Linked DNA regions of Mus musculus: region 1 is linked to region 2. A link is a contact called in public HiChIP or PLAC-seq data. All regions are on one chromosome and are shown on one strand. Each heading gives the region's core, a stretch centred on a gene start, on an enhancer-like site or on the middle of the called end of the contact. The rest is flanking DNA. Distances are from core to core; before and after follow the strand shown.

The links. HiChIP or PLAC-seq counts read pairs in DNA pulled down with a chosen protein or histone mark.
Region 1: a contact with region 2 is called in a BATF HiChIP or PLAC-seq map of CD8 T cells, with 33 read pairs. The contact joins two enhancer-like sites. A contact is called at or near these places in 2 of 39 promoter capture datasets (the C10 cell line and liver), 2 of 15 datasets of contacts at CTCF or cohesin (CD8 T cells and pro-B cells), 25 of 484 Hi-C or Micro-C datasets (B cells, CD4 T cells, CD8 T cells and 13 more), 11 of 115 datasets of contacts at active chromatin or transcription factors (CD8 T cells, the SCID.adh cell line, T-cell acute lymphoblastic leukemia and 7 more) and 4 of 9 other capture datasets (adipose tissue, embryonic stem cells, liver and 1 more).

Annotation. Positions count from the first base shown.
Region 1 is chr3:135,728,889-135,734,563 of GRCm38.p6, reverse strand. No RefSeq gene overlaps it. Among named protein-coding and RNA genes, the nearest start is that of Nfkb1, 40 kb to the right of the region's middle. Within about 2 kb of position 3,528, at least 57 of the 459 cell types and tissues checked have an H3K27ac peak or open chromatin away from gene starts, as enhancers often do. A contact at or near this core is called in CD8 T cells, Th17 cells and regulatory T cells, where this site is marked.
Region 2 is chr3:135,599,051-135,604,649 of GRCm38.p6, reverse strand. Nfkb1 (nuclear factor of kappa light polypeptide gene enhancer in B cells 1, p105) reads left to right here. Exons shown (of 25, transcript NM_008689.2): 16 at 799-940; 17 at 3,110-3,224. Among named protein-coding and RNA genes, the nearest start is that of Gm46827, 6.6 kb to the left of the region's middle. Within about 2 kb of position 1,664, at least 89 of the 459 cell types and tissues checked have an H3K27ac peak or open chromatin away from gene starts, as enhancers often do. A contact at or near this core is called in CD8 T cells, Th17 cells and regulatory T cells, where this site is marked.

The DNA of each region.
Region 1 (5,675 bases), core at 2,279-4,778, 130 kb before region 2:
AAATAGGATATGTGGTGTGGCTGAGGGACCATATCCCACTTCCAGGAAGACTCTAGTTCTGTTGAAAAATGGTGACTAGTGTTGGGAATCTTCTAGCCCATTTGTCATTGTGAAATGTTCCATCATCAAGGAACTTTAAGTTGCTGTTACACATAGCCAGGTGATAGGTGGTTAGTTCCCAATGTGGAACAGTGACTCGTTGTACTAAAGTACAATAATATTGAAAAATGGCTGACAATAGAAGAGGAAAGCAAGCCATATGAGGACACCCATGGCACGGTCCCTGAGCAGACAGTAAGACAGGAGAGAAGGCTGGGGAAGAAATGAAAGAGCCGAATGTTACAAGCCTTGATCTCGATAGCTCATGAGTCACCCGAGGAAATGAGTTGCCTGTGAGTCCGAAGCTTGGGAGATGTTGGCTGGGGTTCCAAGCTTGACCATCAGCATCAGGTGGATGGGGTGAAATCCATGACGTTTCTCCAGCTCCTGGAGGCGTCTGCCCAGTTATGTCCCATTGACTCATTTTCTCCCTGGGTAGAGATTATCAAACGGACCTGAAAGTCACTTGAAGGCATGATCCCTTCTGTGTAAGTAAGCATTTGCTTAAATGACTAAATTATCGCTAAGATCACTTTGGGAAGACAACAGATAATAGTGCTTATTAACCTTTTAGAGAGAATTAAGTGACTGAAAATAATTGTAAGCTGTGGACTTACTCACTGAAAATTACACATAACAAACACCCCGATTTGGATTTCGGGAGGTCTGTAGATCCCAAAAACACCAGATTTGAAACGTTTTAATTTTTTTAAAATATATTGTTTTGTTTTGTGTGTATGAGTGTTTCGCCATCATGTATGTGTAACAGATGAATAAAAGGAGAACATGACCACTTTCAGGTATGGCTGAAGCTTTTATCGTAAATACGAGGGAGGGAGAGAAAGACCGGTTAGACGTTGGGGAAAATGGTTATGAAAAGCTTGAGAATCTTTTTGTTATTTCCCGTTTGGTTGGGTGGTTGGTTGATGACTGATTCTTGTTGTTGTTTTGCTTGTTTGTTTTGGGTTTTGGTTTTTGATGAGATAGACGAGAAAGAACAGAAGCATTGCAAAACAGAAAGAGGTGACTAACTAGCAACTTTCTGGGGGTGGAGAAAGCCTGTGAAGGAGATCATCAGAGCTCCAGGCAAGAATTTGGCTCTGAGAGGAAAAAGGAACAAGCGGGCCTCCAGTGCATACCTGAGAGGAGGTGGGGAGATGCCTGCTTCTCAGGAAGTATGCGGCAGGCCTGTCACCTGACAGACAACCAGGTTTCCGATTAAGAAACTAGGTGCGCTGATAAGGAGCCTGAGAGTTAAACATTAAGAATGATGAGTGTTTGAAGTAGAAACCAAAGAGCCGGTGAGGATCTAAAATGAAAGCATGTAAAATTCTATTGTCCTGAGCTGTGAAAAGGCTCCCTGAGAACCGCCAACATCACAGCAAAGAAAGTAGCAAAGGCACGTAGGTTCTACTGCCTATCTTAGCTAGGGTTTATGGTGCTGTGACAAGACTCCATGACCACAGCAACTCTTAGCAAAGAAAACTCTTATCCGGGGCTGGCTAATGGGTCAAAGGTTTAGGTATCATTATGGCAGGAAGCGTGGTGGCGACCTGACAGACATGGTACTGGAGAGTGTTAGCTGGAAGTTCTATATTTGGATCAGAAGGCAACAGGAAGAGAGAGATACTACTGGACCTGGCTTGAGAGTTTGAAACCTCAAAGCCCCACCCCCCAGTGACCCACTTCATCCAACAATTCCATACCCACTCCAACAAAGCCACACCTCCTTATAGCACCACTCCCTATAAGCCTATAGGGGCCATTTTCATTCAAACCATCACCCTGTTCCAGTATCAGTAGTATCTAGATGGATTCACTATAATTACTTCTTCACCAAAAATATATTAGACATTATAGTAGACATCATAGGTGGGATGTGTTTCATCCTTAGGGTTAATAGATAGATAATACATATCATATTGATAATAATTTCCAAGTTACATTTGATGTTTAGATATGCATAGGGGTACAATTGTTTGAATTACTGTTGTGTTTATCCATCATTAATATATGTTGTGTGGATGGTTGGATAAGTGTGTACATGCCTGACACAGCAGGCAGGTAGAGATTGGAGAGTGATGCGCTGGAGTGGCTTCCTTCCACCGTGTGTGTGTGTGTGTGTGTTTGTGTGTGTGTGTGTGTGTGTGTGTGTGTGTGTGTGTGCTGGGTATCGACCTCACTCAGGTCAGGCTTGGTCGCTGTGTTTTTGAACATTGATTTATTTTATTCTTCTTTGGGTGGGAGAGAACGTAAGTTGATTACATCTGTTTCTGCTTGTTAGAGTAGATGGAGGACACTTCACTTGCCACTGTGACTGGCACCAACTTTGATGGGACTAAAATCAAACGAGACTTAAAGCATCCATAGAATAAATCAAGCATTCTTCCGTAAGTGATTCCCTTTTTTAATCTTTCTATTTTAGCGTTGTTGGGTTCCCCCCCCCCCCTTGGATCCATCGTCAGTCCCTCCGCCTTGAGTCCTCACCTCAGCCCAACGTCCTTCCTATGTGATAAGGTTTTTAACCAGATCAGGTGCACAGAAATAGAAGTTACCACCGCACTTTCTAAGCATGGTGAAGCCCTGTTATAAACTAGTCAATCTGGCTGGTCTAGTTGTTTTCCTTTCTTTGTGCGGGCGAGGTGTTGAGTCTTTGTATTGCGTATCTGTACACATGCTTTAAATTTTTTCTTCATGTTGAGATCGTTTGAGAAAAATGTGGGTGGGGCGAAAGAAGATTCTGCTCTAAACTATTTAAAACCTTAAATCTTCAAACCTCAGGAGATAAATACAAGGTATTTAAGACTCCCATGAGTCATAGACTAAGAAAAAAAAATCTTAACCTGGAAAGAAAGAAATAATGTTTTCACCACATCTAACAAGATGTTCTGAGCTGTGGCTTTAATGTACATGTCCACGGCGCCACCTAATGGCTGGATCAATCTTAAAACTATCTCTCAATACAGTTAACCAGGTAATTCTCGAAATTGGGCATGAGGTGGCGCTAGAGTTCTTCTTAGATGAGCTCTGAAAGCCTTTACAAAGCAAGCTCACATTCAAGGGCATCCACCAGGGCTACACAGAGAAATCCTGTCTCGAAAAACAAAAACAAAAATAAAAACATAGAAATCGCAACAAACCACAACCTTACCCTAAAGTCGTGAACATTCACTAACTTATCCCGTTTCCTTTTTATCATATTTTTTTATTTTTTATTTATTTTATTTTTATTTTTATTTTATATTTTATTTTACTACTTTATTCTGTTGATGAATAAAAATCTACCTTGAAATACAAATCCACAATGTGTCATTTAGGAGGTGACTCAGGTCCGTCACCTGAACCGTCTGTGTCCCCACAAGGGTGGGAATGCAACTGTCACTGTCACTGTCACTGTGTGAGTGAAGCCTTCCTTAGATTCCATTACAGAACGAGGTAAAGCGCTGAAGAGTGATAGCAGTAGTAATGGTGATTGACAGCTGGGCGTGTCCCCACTGAACACTGAATGAGTAAAGCCACACTTTCTAAGGGAAAGCAAAGGAGACTGACCGTGCATTCTGACCACCGACCAAAGCTGCACCATTTGTCCGCATAAAGCGATGGAGGGATGAGAAAAATGAAAGAAAGGAGAGAGCAGCATTATAAATAACTAATGTAAGCAAATACTGTTAGTCCTTCCAGCTCACAGATGGTGATGGATAGTTTCCAGAATATGGCTTGAATGTGGCTCTAGTGCCCAACTGATAGCTCCTTGGAATGTCCAAGTGTTGGTTGGTATTGTAATTCATTTAGACAGGGGGGGAGAAGGGGGAAAGGAAGGAAGGAAGGGAGGGAGGGAGGGAGGGAGGGAGGGAGGGAGGATAAATTTCTTCTCATCAGGGTCATTCTAAGACCCAGATTCCCAGAGTGACTGACCTCAGTGACTGCCACACCCTAAGAAACAATTCTTTCCACACTTCCAGCCCCTGCAAAGTCTCTACAATAAAAATGGCAAGTCATTTTAGCCACATAGAAAACATGATGCATGTGTTCGCTCGCTATATTCGGGAATCCAATTATACACTGTTTTCTGTGAGATGCAGCATGGCAATCATAAACCGTTTCCTTCTCAAATGAACACTCGTATCAGCATCTCCAGCTCACCCCACAGCAATGTTAGGGAGCAGTGGGTGGGAGGAAATGGGCGTCTGTTCCCCAACCGACCACTATTTAAAACCATGGCTTACACATTTGTGGATTGCTGAATGTGTGTTCACGATATAGTTTCACAGAGTGACTTTCAGATCTTGGAATTAACCCTTCTTGAGTTTAGCACACATAGGTAGACATGTACATATCCTGGAAATATAGATACCCCAAGGAGCATATGTCATAAACACTTTATGGCAAAGAACATCCCAGATAGCCAAAATGAAGGGCCTGGCTATCACTTCCTGTGAGTGCTCGGAGCGCTCTCTGGCTGCTTGTGCCATAGCCTCTGGGTAACAAGGAATGTTTGCAACTTCTTCAAGTCCAGGCTGCATCATCACAACAACCATTTTACTCACCGAGACAAAAAAATCAGATGTCAGCTATCTGCTTCATTGGCATATCAGGAAATAAAAAGCCATTGCCACTGTAAGAAACCCTGACCTGTTGAAATGCCTTGGAGGCGTGCCTCGGTGCTAATTAAAATAATAGACACTGTCACATGAGGCAGTTATTTTCCAGAAAACAGCTGACGTGTTCTGTGTTCAGCTTGGCAAAACTCCTGGCCAGTTTCGCAACAATGTTTATTCCAGGCTGAGATCATTTTAATAGGAAAAGGGGGGATAAAAAAGAAGGAAAAAGAAAGGAAGGATGGAAGAGACTGAGAAAGAGAGGGGAAGAAATCAGAGAGAGGAGAGATGGGGAGACAGTAAAGAGGGAGGGAGGAAGAAAGAATTCTTAGGTAATTGAAAAGCGTTTCACGGTGTCTTTCAACATTATCATCAGACACCCTCCCAATCCTGTAATGAATTTTTCCAAATTACAGAGATGATGTATTTTTACGAGAGATTATGAATATAAAGTACCTTAGCCTCAGTATTAACGAATAGTGTTACATTGGCCCAAGGTGAGGTATGAAAGAACATAATAATCTCCTTAGTTCACACATGTGATTGTAAAGAAAACTGAGTCACAATGAAAGTTTATATTTGCAAAGCTTTACAGAGAGGAAAACACAGAGCAAACATTTAAGAATACAGAAAGCCAAGGCCATAGATTACAGGCTCCATTCTGGCGGCTCCTGAGACCTGTGGCCTCTTTGCTGTGTCCTGGAGCTGGGCTGCCCAAGCAAGCACAACCGCTCACACACCCAGGGAGAGTGGGGCTTTGCCAAGCAGGGCTGATATGCCGGTCCTGTCTGGTAAGAAGATCCCAACGTGCTCCTCCTGGCACACGGTTTGCTTCTGACTTCTGAGTCCCAGCGGAGGCAAAGAGGGCAAACTCTTCTTCATTGTTTTATTCAGAGTTTGGCATGCTCCCTATGGAGAAAGTGGAAATTGCTTTCTTGACTTTAGTGTGCAGGGGTCTATTTAGGGATTGAGATTCAC
Region 2 (5,599 bases), core at 415-2,914:
AAGTCTCCATGTCCTTCGCGCACCTCCCTCCCAGCAGCCGGCTCAGCTGCCACACTGAAGACGTTTGCCTGAAAATGGGAGTTTTCCTTTATTCTCTTGTCCTCCTTGAAGAAGTAGAATTGAAAGGGAACGTTCCATCTGAGCAGGCCTCATTGGCATATGAGTCATGATTCTCGATCAGACGCCATCTGTAAAGAGATAGTAACTATTTACACATAGTGGCCGTACACATGGTTACTATCACATATTTTTTTCCCTTTTTTCTGTTTTTAAAATACTTCTTCTGAGATGCACAGTATATGTGTACAGAGCCATATGGAAACAGGGTAGATTTGCCCATTTGGGTTGAGGTTAGTCTGCTGTCCCTTGACCTTAAGATAATAAAATTTCCAAAACCCCTGGGGTTTCTGAGACTGCCTGGCACCCAAGGGTGTGTTTCCTCACTTTGACTCAGACAGGATTCCAGAAGAGACTTTGTTTGTAAAGTGATTGGCTATTTAAAATTATGGCAAAAGCCAAGTACCCTGAGATTGGTTGCTCCCCTTCAATCATAGACACTGATTGTTCTTCTCAAAATAGCAGATGTTTCTAGATTGTTCCTCACAGACACTTTAAAATCAACCTCTTAACTGTATTATCTGTCAGTGAGACAATGCCCGAAATGCCCGATTGTGCTTGTTCTAGTCAACACAATCCAGAGGCAGCAAAAGGAGCATTTTCAGCTAAAATGGTGTGCCATGCCGCACACGCGGGGCGAGCAAATGACACTCAGCTGTGCTTGTGGGCATTACCTTGCAGATAACCTCTTTCTTGAGAAGGCTCTGCAGCTCGCCAGGCGACACGCCAACGCCCTTTTCGACTACGCAGTGACGGGGGATGTGAAGATGTTGCTGGCCGTGCAACGCCATCTCACCGCCGTGCAGGATGAGAATGGGGACAGGTGAGTTGAGTGGGGACTGTTGCACAGCAAGCTCTGTTTCAGGACGGGGAAAGGCAAGGATACTGCCCCCACAAACTGCCTTTGAAAGGGAGCTGCCCTCATCTGACAAGACCTCGAGTATGCTGTCTCCCTAGGCAAGAAGGCTCAGATGTGTGTAATCATGCTAATTTTACACCCCTGCTTTGTGTACTAAAATAGTAATTGAGAAAATTATTGACAGCCCTGCAAAGTCCCTGAAGTGTTATTGTCATAGTGTACCCAAGAAAGCCAGGTAAGAACAACATTAGTAGAGTAACTAAGAGGAAATGCCATTCTCTCCTAGCTACTAGCTGCTTCTCTGTGGCCTCTGTTAAGGGTCACGAGGATGTGAGTGGGTCAGGCTCTGCCTCAGCTCCAGGCCAGGCTGTGTGGGAGTCTGACATTCCAGATGCCATGCCTGCTGTCTCTTCCTGAGGTTCTGTGCACATAGCTACCTGGCTCCTTCCTAAATGGTTCTCTTAGTCCTTCCATTGAGACTTCTGAAATGATCTAAAAGCCTATAAATATAGCCAGAGACAGCAGTCTTGAGATTCAAGTGCTTTATCTAAGTGATCCTAAAATAGCGTTAACACTGAAAAGAAGCCCTTTGCTGTGGAAGCATTCTGGAGTGCTGTGTGCTGAGTCTCAGTTTAAAAACAAAGCGCTTTAGGAGAATGCCAACCTCAGGGGTTTCGTACAAGGACCTTTGTCCTCGTCACTTGCAGTGTAACTAAGGATGTGGTATAACCGCTGGTCTTATCCTACACAGTACAAGAGGAACCCAGACGACCTTCTGTGAAAAAAGCTCTGAATAACAGAAGGCGCCTTTAGAAGGAAATCATCCAGTTAGCATTCAATAGCAAATAACCACAAAACAGAGCAGATAACCAGAGCAGGACACCGGTGCTCCAAGGGTCATCTTTAAGGACTGGCGAAATTCATGAGTAGTGAGGGCGAGTGGATTAAGCAATTAGGAAGTGAGATGCTGCTGTCTGAAGGAGAGGCTGTGGAAAGGGATGCCAGGCACATGCAGTCCAGCAAGTGTGTGCAGAGGAATGCAGGAATGTGTGTGTAAGGACCTGGGTGTTCATGGGGCAGCTGAGACACTGGCCTTCATTCCCAAGTGGGTACAATACCCAGAGCCTCGTCAAGCCAAGACTTAAACAAGCAGGCTCCGTGTAAGGTTAGGGGTATGAGACCTGGGAGACACAGAGGACCCACTCAGGAGTATACATAAGGGACTATTCTGGTTTCTCTTCTTTATTCATCTTGTCATATTTGGCTTATAATCTGGACCCTGTCACCATTAGTCATCATAGAAATACAATAAAGAGAAACTATAGAACCCTCTGGTATCGGGGAACTTCCCCCAGGGGTATGAAGATCTGAAGGGGAGGGGACGTGCTTCTGTGAAGTGCTGAGCTGCACATGGAAATGTTGAAGTAGCTTTTGAAGCCCTTTTACTCGACGTGTGTCTGTCCGCATCACCTCTCACAAGCCTCCTGTCAGGGTCCCATCAGGAGCACCACAGGAGCCTGAGGTGTGGCTGCGGTGCTTCTCGTCAAAGCGTGCGTGCTTCACTTGCAGTTAACACAGGCCTGGGGTCATCTAAAGAGGCCACCATGATCTTCCCTGAGAAGTATTGCTAAGTGAAATATCTCAGGGATAAATAACAAGACCTTGTTTAGAAATAGAAGTCACTTCTCATTGTTACGGAGGAAGAGAGCTCGGCAGCTGAGTTTTCCCAAGCTGCTCCTAAGCCTAGGCATTACCTTTCTTCATGGTCTTGTATGTCAGGGAGAGACCAGGGAGAGCTGCCAGGGACAGAGGCATGGAGACAGAGCTGGCTTGGAGCTTAATGCCATTTGGTTTCCGACCCGGCAGGTGCCTTTGCACTTCATGTGTCTGGTCAGATGTTAACACTCCGGGGGCAGGTGGGCACGATCAGTGTGTAGTAGCCTGCGATAGGCAGTGGAGAGGAAGTTCTCCAGAGAAATAATGTCACCTCTGATCAGTACATTCAGTACATGGTAGGGCCAAGGAAAGCTACACATAGTAGCTAGTCTTCAGCTCCAGTCATTTCTTGACATGTTTTTGTTTCTGTCGCTTGCTACATCCCCAGTTAATTATTGCCACTGTGTGTCATTCCAGTGTCTTACACTTAGCCATCATCCACCTCCACGCTCAGCTTGTGAGGGATCTGCTGGAAGTCACATCTGGTTTGATCTCTGATGACATCATCAACATGAGAAATGACCTGTATCAGGTAAGCAGCCACCACAAGGCCGTCGAGAAGAGAAAAGGTTGCCTTAGTAACACGTGCGTGAGCTGTTCTCAGTGATGGGAAACAGGAAAACAGCATCTTCTCAGAAGTGGCATCTTAAAAGCATCCTTAGTTGGGAATGTCATTTTACAGAGAGATGGGTTGGGATCACGGGTTTGATGGCAATCACACTCCATGGAAATTCACCATCTTCTAGAAAAGGCAGACTTTAAGACCTAGAAGTCAGAGTTGATAAAGTTTTGAGGGCAAACCTTAGAGGGGAAAAAGTCACAGCTGTCAGGAGAGACATGTTAAAAAGAAATCCAAGTTTCAAAAGCCAGAGTTACAGAGACAAAGTTTGGAGCTGAGATGAAAGGATGGACCATCCAGAGACTGTCCCAGCCGGGGATCCATCCCATAATCAGCCACAAAACGCAGACACTATTGCATATGCCTGCAAGATTTTGCGGAAAGGACCCTGATATAGCTGTTTCTTGTGAGGCTATGCTGGGGCCTAGCAAACACACAAGTGGATGCTCACAGTCAGCTATTGGATGGATCACAGGGCTCCAAATGGAGGAGCTAGAGAAAACACCCAAGGAGCTGAAGGGGTCTGCAACCCTATAGGTGGAACAACAATATGAACTAACCAATACCCCCAGAGCTCATGTCTCTAGCTGCATATGTAGCAGAAAATGGCATAGTCGACCATCACTGGAAAGAGAGGCCCCTTGGTCTTACAAACTTTATATGCCCCAGTACAGGGGAACGCCAGGGCCAAGAAGCAGGAGTGGGTAGGTAGGGGAGCAGGGCGGGAGGAGGGTATAGGGGACTTTCGGGATAGCATTTGAAATGCAAATGAAGAAAATACCTAATAAAAAATTGGAAAAAAAGAATATTTTCAAATTAAAAAAAAAAAAGAATTTTGAGGTCTGCGGAAGGAAGGGTATTCGCACAGCAACTGGATCAAGTGTATGTCAAAGAAAGGCTCTGAGGTCAGCTCCTGGAGAGGTGAAAGGCTGTAAGAACAGGAAGAGGCACCTCAGAGTCCCATCCAGCTCAGGTGTGAGAAGGTAAGGGAGCCCCGAAAACTCCAGAGGAAACTACCTGGAGATGGCACAGTGAGCTGAGGACAGAGGCAGATGGTAGGGCAAAGCAAACCAGAAACTCCACTGGCAGACACAGTCTGGGAGCTGTGGCCTGGCCCAGGATGGTGGCCTGCTCTACGGCTCCTTCCTCTCTCACCTCTATTTCTCTCCAACCCTTTTGTGCCCCTACCCCTCTCTCTGGGCCTGTTGGTCTTATCCTCTTGTTGGCTTCTAAGTTCCTCTGCACTCTCTTGCCCAGAGTGTCATTCTGATCCCCACAGCCAGGCCCATGCTGAGACCTCTGCTTCCAGGTCATATTGCTTTCATTGAAAAACTGTGGCCAGCAACCGTGAATAATTTGTTATTTAGAAGAGATGAGATGAGAACTAGTGGAATTCTTACTTGTTTGTTTGTTTGTTTGTGATGTTTTTTGTTGTTGTTGTTGGTTTTTTTGGTTTGGTTTGGTGCTTGGGACTGTACCCAAAGCTGAGCACAAACCCTTCCAGCAATCTACAACCATGTTACTCCATTTTTAAAACAAGTTATTCAAGTTGTTATCTCTTCTTATCCATGCTTCTCTCTGTCTCCCTCTGTGTCTCTCTCTGTCTCTCTCTTGTCTGTCTGTCTGTCTCTGTGTGTGTGTGTATCCCTCTCTATCAATCTCTCTCTGTCTCTCTGTCTCTCTCTTTCTCTCCCTGTGTCTGTGTATCTCTCTCTATCAATCTCTCTCTGTCTCTCTGTCTCTCTCTTTCTCTCCCTGTGTCTGTGTATCTCTCTCTATCAATCTCTCTCTGTCATTCTGTCTCCGTCTCTCCCCCCCCCCCAATGTGTGTGTATCTCTCTCTGTTGATCTCTCTCTAGCGTACCCAGGCTGGCACTGAGCCATCAGTGTCCTACCTCAGCCTCCCAAATCATAGGCTTGACAAGCATGTGCCTGGCATGTTATCTCATTTTTAATTTAAAAAAAAATCATTATTTTAGAAGAAATTAAAAAGAAACAAAGAGATGACTCAGTGGACGAAGTATCTGCTGTACAAGTGTGAAGACCATGTTCAGATCCCCAGACCATCGCCAGCCAGATTTAGTACCACACCCCCCCACACCCCGCCCCCGCCCCCCCCTCCCCAGTCAGGGCAGGAGACAAGCATCTTGCATATGCGGGGGGGGGGGGGGGGGGACAAAAGACCCTGCCTTATAACCTTGCACAAGGCAGGGGGCAGTACACACGTTGCCCTCTGACCTCATGCACGTCCCTGCACCCACACACTCAGAGAAGGAAAGAAGGGAAGG